Regions from separate parts of the Callithrix jacchus genome. Here region 2 is linked to region 1. The links are chromatin contacts, called in public Hi-C maps. All regions are on one chromosome and are shown on one strand. The core of a region is the stretch at or near the end of the contact, and the rest is flanking DNA. Distances in the headings are between cores, read along the strand shown.

The links. Hi-C and Micro-C count contacts between places; a contact is called where the count stands out from the background.
Region 2: a Hi-C map of skeletal muscle shows a contact between it and region 1, with 5 times the contacts expected there. The contact joins the enhancer-like site here to the promoter of ARHGAP5 in region 1. A contact is called at or near these places in 2 of 3 Hi-C or Micro-C datasets (both in skeletal muscle).

The regions. Positions count from the first base shown.
Region 1 is chr8:66,549,486-66,554,153 of calJac240_pri, reverse strand. ARHGAP5 (Rho GTPase activating protein 5) reads right to left here and starts at 2,485. Exons shown (of 7, transcript XM_017977045.4): 1 at 2,087-2,485.
Region 2 is chr8:67,031,341-67,036,008 of calJac240_pri, reverse strand. All of the region lies in intron 5 of AKAP6 (A-kinase anchoring protein 6), which reads right to left. LOC100896903 (a long non-coding RNA gene) reads left to right here. Exons shown (of 3, transcript XR_144271.6): 2 at 1,661-1,720. Among named protein-coding and RNA genes, the nearest start is that of AKAP6, 250 kb to the right of the region's middle. Within about 2 kb of position 2,143, at least 1 of the 16 cell types and tissues checked has an H3K27ac peak or open chromatin away from gene starts, as enhancers often do. A contact at or near this core is called in skeletal muscle, where this site is marked.

The sequences.
Region 1 (4,668 bases), core at 1,236-3,735:
AGAGCAATCTCCCATAACGAGATTCTCCATGAGGATAACCACCACCTAACATTCTGTTCTAACTGAATATTGGTTCTGGATTTAAGTGGAACTGACAAACCCGCCCTCCCCTGCCCCCCCACCCCCGCCCACACACACCTGTAGAAGGCAATATAAGCAAATACAATACTACTAACTACAGAGAAGTAATTTACTGTTTCACACTTGAACATTAAAAAAAAAAAATTGTTTGCTGCCCATCACAAAGGAAAAAGCAAATGATCGATGAGAATTTAAACTTAAAATTGTGAGCACAAACCCATCTATATGCCTATCTTGCTCTGTCTCAAAATATTTATTCCCATTTATTAAGCAATGGCCAAAGCCGAATTTCTATCACACGGTAGAAGTATAAGCGTCTACTCTACAACTTTCTTGGGATTTTACTAAACGTCCTAATAACAGTTTGCCCTTACTTCCGTGCACCTTTCAGCCTCACCTACACCCCGAGCCTCCACCTCACTTGCATTTCTAATAACGCTGTAGAGGGAGGGTGAGAGGGAGTATTTCTGTGTGGATAAGTGCGCGCGCGCTCCCGCGCGGCTCCCCACCCCCACCCAATACTTTTCTTTAGTGGAAAGAGAGGAAGAATCTGGACGTTATTCTAGCGAAAACTCAGTATCAAAGCCTCAACCCAGTCGCAGTTAACCCACAGGACTCTGGGCTCTGGTTGCGCAGCCCAACTTCTCATATCTTACTCCAAGCTTCAAGAACAGATGGAAAATTGGTGACGAGAACCCAGGGAGGAGTCGGGGAGACGAGGGAAAGTGAAAGGGCCGATCCCCTACAATGCCTTTAAGTTTGCAACCAAGACTGTGTTTCCGCGAATCTGCACCCGCCCCCTGTCCCCCCTTCCAGGTGGAACTCGTTAACAGCAGCAACCCGGCCAACGGACACCGCCACCTCCCTTCCCCACGGACCACTCGAGACCCGGGCAAGTGAGGGCGGCGGGCCGAGAGTGGACGCCTGGCGGGGCCGGCCATCCGAGGCCAGCACCAGGCCTTTGCCGACCCCGGCCCAGTCACCTGTGGAGAAAGCACCCCCTCCCCCGGCCTCTCTGCCCTTCACGCCGACCGTATCCCTAACGCCGCAGCTGCTGCCCGCCCGGCCTGCGAAAACCGAGCGCGGCGCCAGGCTCCCCTCGGCGGCCGCGGGGCCCCAGCCCCTTCAACTGGTTACAACCGGCGGCGGCGACCGAGCGGGGCACCTAGAGGCGGGAAGGTCCCCGTCCGTGAGGGGGCGGGCAGGCTCGGAGAAGCGGGGGCCGCAAGATCCTACCTAACAACGTCGGTCTCCTCCGTCTCCTCCTCAACGGCAACGGCCCCGGCGGTGGCGGCGGCAGCGACATTCCTGGGGAGCGCTCCCGCCGCCGCCACCTCCTCCTCCACTCTCTGCTCGCCTCTTCCCCGGCGCGCTCACCGAGCGGCGCGTCCCTTCAGCCACCTCCCCCCGCCCTCCCCGACACACAAGCCCCGAAACCCTAAGCCCCACAGCTCCCGCAGCCTGCTCACCCACCCTCCCTCCCTCCCTGCCACCAGCGGCGGCCCCGTCCCTCCCCCCTTCCCCAGCGCCCGCCGCCGCGCAGGGCTCAGTAATGGCGGCCACTCGGGCTCCCTCGCGCTGACGGATTTCTCTCCCTCTCTCCCGAACTTTACCTCAGCATCTCTCCCGGCGCGCGCAGCCACACACCCGACCGGGGGCGGAGCGGCGGCTCAGCCTGGACGGGACACGCGCGCGCGCGCGCGCACCCGCGTTGCCCGCCCCACAATCCTCCGCCCCCGCCCCCTCACCTCGCGACGCCTCCCGCGCCGCGCGCCCAGCACGGCCCCGCCCCTGCCCTCGTCTCCCGGGAGCTTGGGAAGGCTCAAGCGATCCCGCCGGAGGTAGAGGAGCGAGCGCGCGAGGCCGCGTCCTCGCTCGCGTCCCCGCTCCCTCCTCCCCTCCGTTTCCCCCCTCCCCTCTGCTCCCCCATTGGCTTCTGCCCCTCCCCCTTCTTCCTCCGCCTCTCCCACCCATTGGTTCCCTCTCCTACTCCATTCCTTCTCACCTTTTCCCTTTTACCCATTGGCGTGAGTATTTTTCCTCAGCTTCCCTATTTCTCCGTATTCCGCTCCTCCTCAGTACCATCCTCCCAGCTTTGAAAGCTGCTGCCGTGCTGCCCGGAGCGCCGTCGTCCCTGAACCTCGCCTGCTTTCTCCATTTCCTTCTGTTCCGGTTTCTGGTGGTAATTCAGAGAAGCCACTGTACTGCAAAGGAACCTGATATTGTGCTCGCCGTTCCAAATGGGCAGGGGCACCGAATGCTTCTCGATAAATCCCCTGTGGTCTCTGAGTATTAGAGAATGCAGAGGAGGAAAACCTGCGCCCAAGCTCGTTCGCAGGGACATGTTCGCGTGTCTGCGCCTGTGTGCAGCCAGTTTTCTGGCTGAGGATCGCTCACCAACTACAGACATCACCCGCCCAGGACCTGGTGCCACACTCACCCAGAAGACGAAACTCCACGGGAGCGAGGAGTCCATTTCTCTGTCGGCACGGCACGGGGATGCAGGCCCCTGATTCAGCAGGTTCTGTGGAAGTGAAGTGAGAAGCCAAGACGTGGAGCGAGAAGCCAAGACTTGGGGCGGGTTTCAGGGTGGCCCAAAAGACCCCTGTTCACGCCAGTACCGCCCAACTTTAGGAACTGTCGGCCACCTGGTTTTTATTATACTGCCTTAAACATATTTACTTTTTTGAGACTTTTAGAAATTTCATAAGTTCGGGGGTTCAGCACACTGGGCTTTGGGTGTATTTCTCACGAGGGCACTGACGCTGAATGGTGCAGTGAGAAAGGACGGTGGAAACCGCTGCCTTTGCTTTTTACCATTGAAGAAACTGAGTTCCTGTGACTTTCTCGAGGTCATCGGAATCTGCATTACACAGGAGACTTAAAATACTTGCCAGCAGATAAAAGAATGAGCAAAACTACATGTATTCCAATTTGTTAGGTCTAAAAGAAAGTAATTGAAGGGGAATTCCTCTTTGGGGAAAGATTTATTTCCTGCATTGAGAATAGTTTATTGTCAGTAAAGTTAACATATAAAAAGTATTTTAAATTCAAGTTATTCTTTATGTTACATAAGGTACTGAAGTTAGCCAAGGTTGCTTTTTAGTGTTATAATGATGCAGCTGCTGCCAACCAGAAGTACATTTACGGTCTGTCAGTAAAGAAAACAAAAACTGCCTGTTGGTAAAAATCTGTTAGAAAATATTTGTCAGTAAATCTGTCACAATATTCCAGCAGAAATTCTGTTCATTTTTCCATCCTCCTGCCCCTCTTCATATTTCTCAAAGGTAAACTTAATAAAGGCAAGAGACATTTAAAATTTTTCTATATGTCTCTTGCTCCCTAATTTCTAAAAGCCGTGACTATAATCCCTTATTCAAGCCACTTGCTTGCATCTGAATGCTGCCTACCAAGTAGGTTAAGAGTAGGTTAAGTAAGATCTGTAGGTACTTCTTTCAGTTACAAATTATAGGTAGGAAAGAAGGATGGGGAAGGAAACTTAACAATGAAAGTAAACAGAAGGGAGAAAAAGAAGTAAAAAAGGAGAAAAGGGAATTTGATGGGTGGTCCAACCATCAAAATGTAGTAGTAATGTCATAGGTATCTACACCACTTATATAGGTTGGAAAGTTAATGCATTCCAACGCATGTTTTTATCTTTGTACTAAAAGCCCTTAAGAATACATGAAGCCAGTTCAAAGTCATAACCTGAATAAAATGTTAAGTACTATAGAGTGAATACCTTAAAGATACCTTAAAAATTATATCCCAAATAATCAGAAATTTTAATAACCATGAATATGTATCAACATAAACCAAAGCCAAATATATCAGGGCTTTTAAAGAAAACACTAAAAAGGTGTAATACTCAGTTATAGGACATGATATTGGAGGCAGGGAAGACTTGAAATCTCATTTTCTCATAATGAATACACCAGAAGATGGTTTAAAAAAAAAAGTCATGATTTCCATTATAGTCACCATTATTTTTAGTTCTTTATCTTGATTTAGGGAGCTTGGAAATTTAGGACTTCCATTTCTTATTAATACTAATAGTCTAAAGGTGCTTACCAGTACAAATAAGTTATTGTATGTAATTTACTCTTCTCAAAAAATAGTTTTCTGTATCAATAAAAATCTGACATGGGAATTTGAGGCCACAATTCTGTGGCTAGTAATTCATATATATCTATAAAAGGCATTAAAGAGCAGGAGAAGAAAAGATTTAAGATGGCATCTATAAAAATTGATCAGAAGCCATGACTTCAGAGAAAAAGCTTTAAAACACCTTCCCTACTCAAAAGGAGAATTTTTAAGAAAATAGGGAACGTATTATTTACACACACAGACACACACACACAAATATGGGAGAGAAATGGAATATTACCAAGCCCTCTCAAACTACTTTTCTTATCTAGAATAAAAAAGTTAAGCATGTGTTCTGCTGTTTTGGGTAATTAAAATCACTGGAAGCTTTGTTCTTCGTTTACTTTGAAAAAATTAGAATAAGATTTGTCAGGCATTTTAGGTTTTTAATTTAAATTTTCTTCATAAATCTCTAGTTCTTCATCACACCCTAATACAGTA
Region 2 (4,668 bases), core at 894-3,393, 480 kb before region 1:
GTGTTTTCAATCTAATGCCTGGAAATACTAGGAATTATTCTTTTTCACTTCTGAATTACCTGCAATCCAGCTTCTACTTTCATTCCTTCATTAAGTCAGTATTTTTCTAAGGTCTTCATTAACTCTTTCAGTTAATAGATTTTCCCCCCTTAGTCTTTATTCTTCTTGATCTACCTTTTGCAAAGAACAAAGCTGATGACCATTTTATTTAGTATCTCTTTCTCTCTCCATTTAATACCCAAGAATTCTCTCTGTCCCTTCTGGTCCTCACAACTGGATCTCTTCCTTGTTCCTCTCTCATAACTGGGCTACAGCTTGAATCTCATTCATCAATCCCTCTTCTTTTCTTCATCTAGCCTCCTTCTTTCAGGGAATCCATCTATTCTCAAGTCTTTATCTTATGGGAGGAATAAAGCAGATGGTGGCCTGGAGCCTGGCTCTGTGACTTACTAACTGTGCTGCATAGGAAAAGTGGTTCACCTTTCTAAACTCAGTTTCCTCTGCTCTAAAATGGAGATTCATTCATTCAATAGTCTTTATTGAGCACTTACTATATACCAGGCATTGTTCTAGGGACATGAGATTCATTAGCAAACTAAACAGATAAATATTCCTGCCCTCACAAAGTTCCCATTCTAGCAGAGGGAGACAGACCAAAAATAATAATTAGAAAATTATATAAAATTACAGAATGTGGTGAGATCTATAAAAGAAAGAAAAAGAGGTCAGGTTACACCTTTCATTTTTTTTTTTTTTTCTGAGACTGAGTCTTGCTCTGTTGCCTAGGCTGGAGTACAGTGGCATGCTCTCAGCTCACTGCAACCACCACCTTCTGGGTTCAAGTGATTCTCCTGCCCTAGCCTCCAGAGTAGCTGGGATTAGAGGTGCACACCATCAAGCCTGGCTAATTTTTATATTTTTAGTAGAGATGGGGTTTCACCATGTTGGCTAGGCTGGTCTCAAACTCCTGACCTCCAGTGATCTGCCCACCTCAGCCTCCCATAATGCTGGGGTTACAGGCATGCGCCATGGCACCCAACTGGGTTACACCTTTTAAAAGATGGTCAGGGAAGACCTCTCTGAGAAGGTAATATTTGAGCAGAGACTTGGAACCAGTGAAGGAATTATAAATGAGGGCATCTTCTGGAGAAGATGTAGACAGAAGCAGCTGACAATGGTCCTAAAGGCAAGAAGCATGTCAAGCACATTCTAGGAACAGAAAGAGGTCGGGGGGAGGGATTGAAGTGAGCATGGAAAAAAGTAGTTGGAAATGAGGTCAGAGAGGAAATCAGGGGAAAAGCCCATGTAGGACCCTTGAATATTGGCAACCCTCTATTGCAGAGTTTTGAGCAGAGGGATGACATAATCTGATTTACCTTTTAAAAGGATCACTCTAACTATTCTGTTGGAAATAGACTATAGTGGGAGCAGAATAGAAGCAGAGAGACCAGTTAGGAGGCCACTGCAGTAATCCAGGAAGGAGGTGATGGTGGCTGGGACCAGAATAAAGCAGGAGAGAAGTGGTTAATATAGGATTAAAAACCTACCTTAGATGGCGGTCATAAGAATTTGATGGGAGAGTTATTACAGGTATAGTGCCTAGCAGATGCCTCGTATAAAGAAGATGTTAAGTAATATCCTCTGTCATTATATTTTGCAGGCAGACAGCTTCTCTGAGTCACTATATGGAGGAGACCAAAGCCAGAGTGTGATAGCCAAGGTCAGTTGACCTGGAGGTTGGCAGCTGCCCTCATCTGATGTAGTAAAGGAGGCTGGCCTGAGGAAGAAACTTGATATTCTTTTAGCCCTTCTCTCATATCCCAACTCCAGTTTGGATTTCTAACTTCCTGTAAACCATTTCTTCTTAAAAGTTTCATCATATACTCAATATCTATGCACAGTTTTTAAAAAATTACCTGCACCACCTCTACCTCAAACTAGCTACCCATCCAAATGTCTCCTTCTATGAAAGACAGATCAGTCTCCAGATGCTAAAAACCTGGCTTCATTTTTGCAGAACTGTGAAATGAATTGGATGTTGGTAGCATAGTCATAAACATCTCTTTTTACAAAAGATGAAACAAGGCTCAGAATGAAACATGCCAATCTGTGAGCCACACCAGGCTTTAATCACCAAATGGCTCCTGAAATCTTTCTAGCAAGGTCTAGAACCAGTTTTCTGGACTCATTCACTTTCTCAACACTTCCCTCCATTCCACTTGCCTGATCTATATCACAGCAGTTCCTCAGATTGGCTGCCACAGGCCAATATCTCTACCCTGGTCACCACCATGGCTGCCAGGACCATCTTTCTTTTATTGGCAATTAACCCTTCTGGAAAGACTACAGGAGACCATGGCCTACACTGCTTTAAGAATGCTGGGTATGGGTTCAAATCCCAGCTTTGTACTTACCAGCTGTGAAGACTTGAGTAAGTTTTCTAATCACATTCTGTCTTAGTTTCCTCATCTGAAAAAATCCTCCCTTTTAGGACTTAAGTAGAGCAAGGCTTGTAAAATACTTAGTACAGAGCCAAACACAAAATAAGAGCTTAAGAAGTATTAGTTATTGGCTGGGCGCGGTGGCTCACGCCTGTAGTCCCAGCACTTTGGGAGGCCAAGGCGGGTGGATCACGAGGTCAAGAGATCGAGACCATCCTGGTCAACATGGTGAAACCCTGTCTCTACTAAAATTACTAAAAATTAGCTGGGCACGGTGGCACGTGCCTGTAATCCCAGCTACTCGGGAGGCTGAGGCAGGAGAATTGCCTGAACCCAGGAGGCGGAGGTTGCGGTGAGCCGAGATCGCGCCATTGCACTCCAGCCTGGGTAATGAGCGAAACTCTGTCTCAAAAAAAAAAATAAATAAATAAATAAATAAATAAAAAAGTATTAGTTATTATTGTCAGTCCCTTTCAGAGAAGTTGCTGTGGATGCCTGATGAACAAATTCTAATTGCCTTGGTGTGGCCTTCAGGGCCTTTCCATACCTACTATAGGTATGGAAACTTTCACTGATCTCTGATGACAAACCTTCCAAACAGGACAGCTCTCTGTGTATGCCCATATCTGTGCTCATTGCCATTTCTACCTCTGTGTTTTAGTTTATGCTCCTCTTACCTGAAACGCCATCTTCCTTCTCCTTTATCTGTCTGAATCCTGCACATCCTTCAAAGCTCCACTTAAGGTTTAATACTTCACAAGAACAGCCCAGGAAAATTCTAGCTCCACTAGTATTATTACTTCTCTATAATACCACTGTATTTACATGCAGTACTTACTGATCACTTCCTCATGAAGAGGAATGAGGGCATTTAGTTAATAGTATGGGTTCTAGAGCAGACTGCCTGGTCTTCCTCAGCCTTCCTCCTCAGCCATAAAATACGGTTAACATAGGGGTTGTTGTGAGGATTGCATACACAAATACTTGATATATGTTAATAATTAATATGTTATTACTGTTATATATTTGTTAACTTTTTCCTCTTTTTTCAATAAACCTGTATTTTCTTCCCCCAGGTTATTCTATCCATATGCACTATACCTTTATCCAGTGTCTAGCACAATGCTGGTCTCAGAGTAGTGTTCAACAATGAATGGATGTAAAAACAAAAATGAGGAGGAGTGCCCATGGCAGTTACATCAATATTCTCTATCCAATCTGAATGGCTGCTGAACTCTTTCTTCTCCCCTACCTTATAGTTTTCCAGTGAGGGAGAAACTACAACCCCTTTCAGAGAGGCAACATAATACTATAGAATAAAACTGGACTAAGAATCACAAGACATGGGTTTGCATCTCAGCTTCCCACACAAAAGGTCTGTCTGGTTTGTCTGTCTCTGTTTCTACCTGTCTTTTGGTTTCTGTCTATCTGTGTCTATCTGTCTCTGTCTATCTACCTACATTTATCTACCTACATTTATTTCCATCTATCTATCTATCTATCTATCCATCCATCCATCCATCCATCCATCTATCTATCTATTTTAGCTTAGGAAAAATCACTTAAGCTCATGGACCCTCTGTTTCCATCTCTGTAAAGGGAGAATAATCTGGCATGACCTGCCGTCTTCACAGGATGGCTGTGAAGATCAAGTAAAAACAAACAAAAAAATGCATGGGCCGAGTACAGTGGCTCACACCTTAATCCCAGCACTTTAGGAGGCCAAGGTGGGTCGATCACCTGAGGTCAGGAGTTTGAGACTAGCCTGGCCAACATGGTGAAACCCTGTCTCTACTAAAAATACAAAAATTAGCTGGGCATGGTGGTAGGTGTCTGTAATCCCTGCTACATGGGAGACTGAGGCAGGAGAATCTCTTGAACCCAGGAGGCAGAAATTGCAATGAGCTGAGATCATGCCATTGTACTACATCCTGGGCAACAAGAGCGAAACTCTTTCTCAGAACAAAAAAATGCATGTGAAAAAGCTTCGCACACCATTAAGTCATATATAAATTATATGTAGCCAGGTGTGGCCATTTATATGATATCAAATAAGAACCGTTAATAATTATCAAGTCAACTGGATCTACTTCCATTGGCCTCCTGAGGAAAGGGCCATTACCACAGTAATCATAGTAAATCTCTTAACCCAGATGCCTCTTAAAATATCAAAATTATTACTTATACTATGGAGCTCAGTCCTTAGATTTAAAAAAAAAAAGCTTTC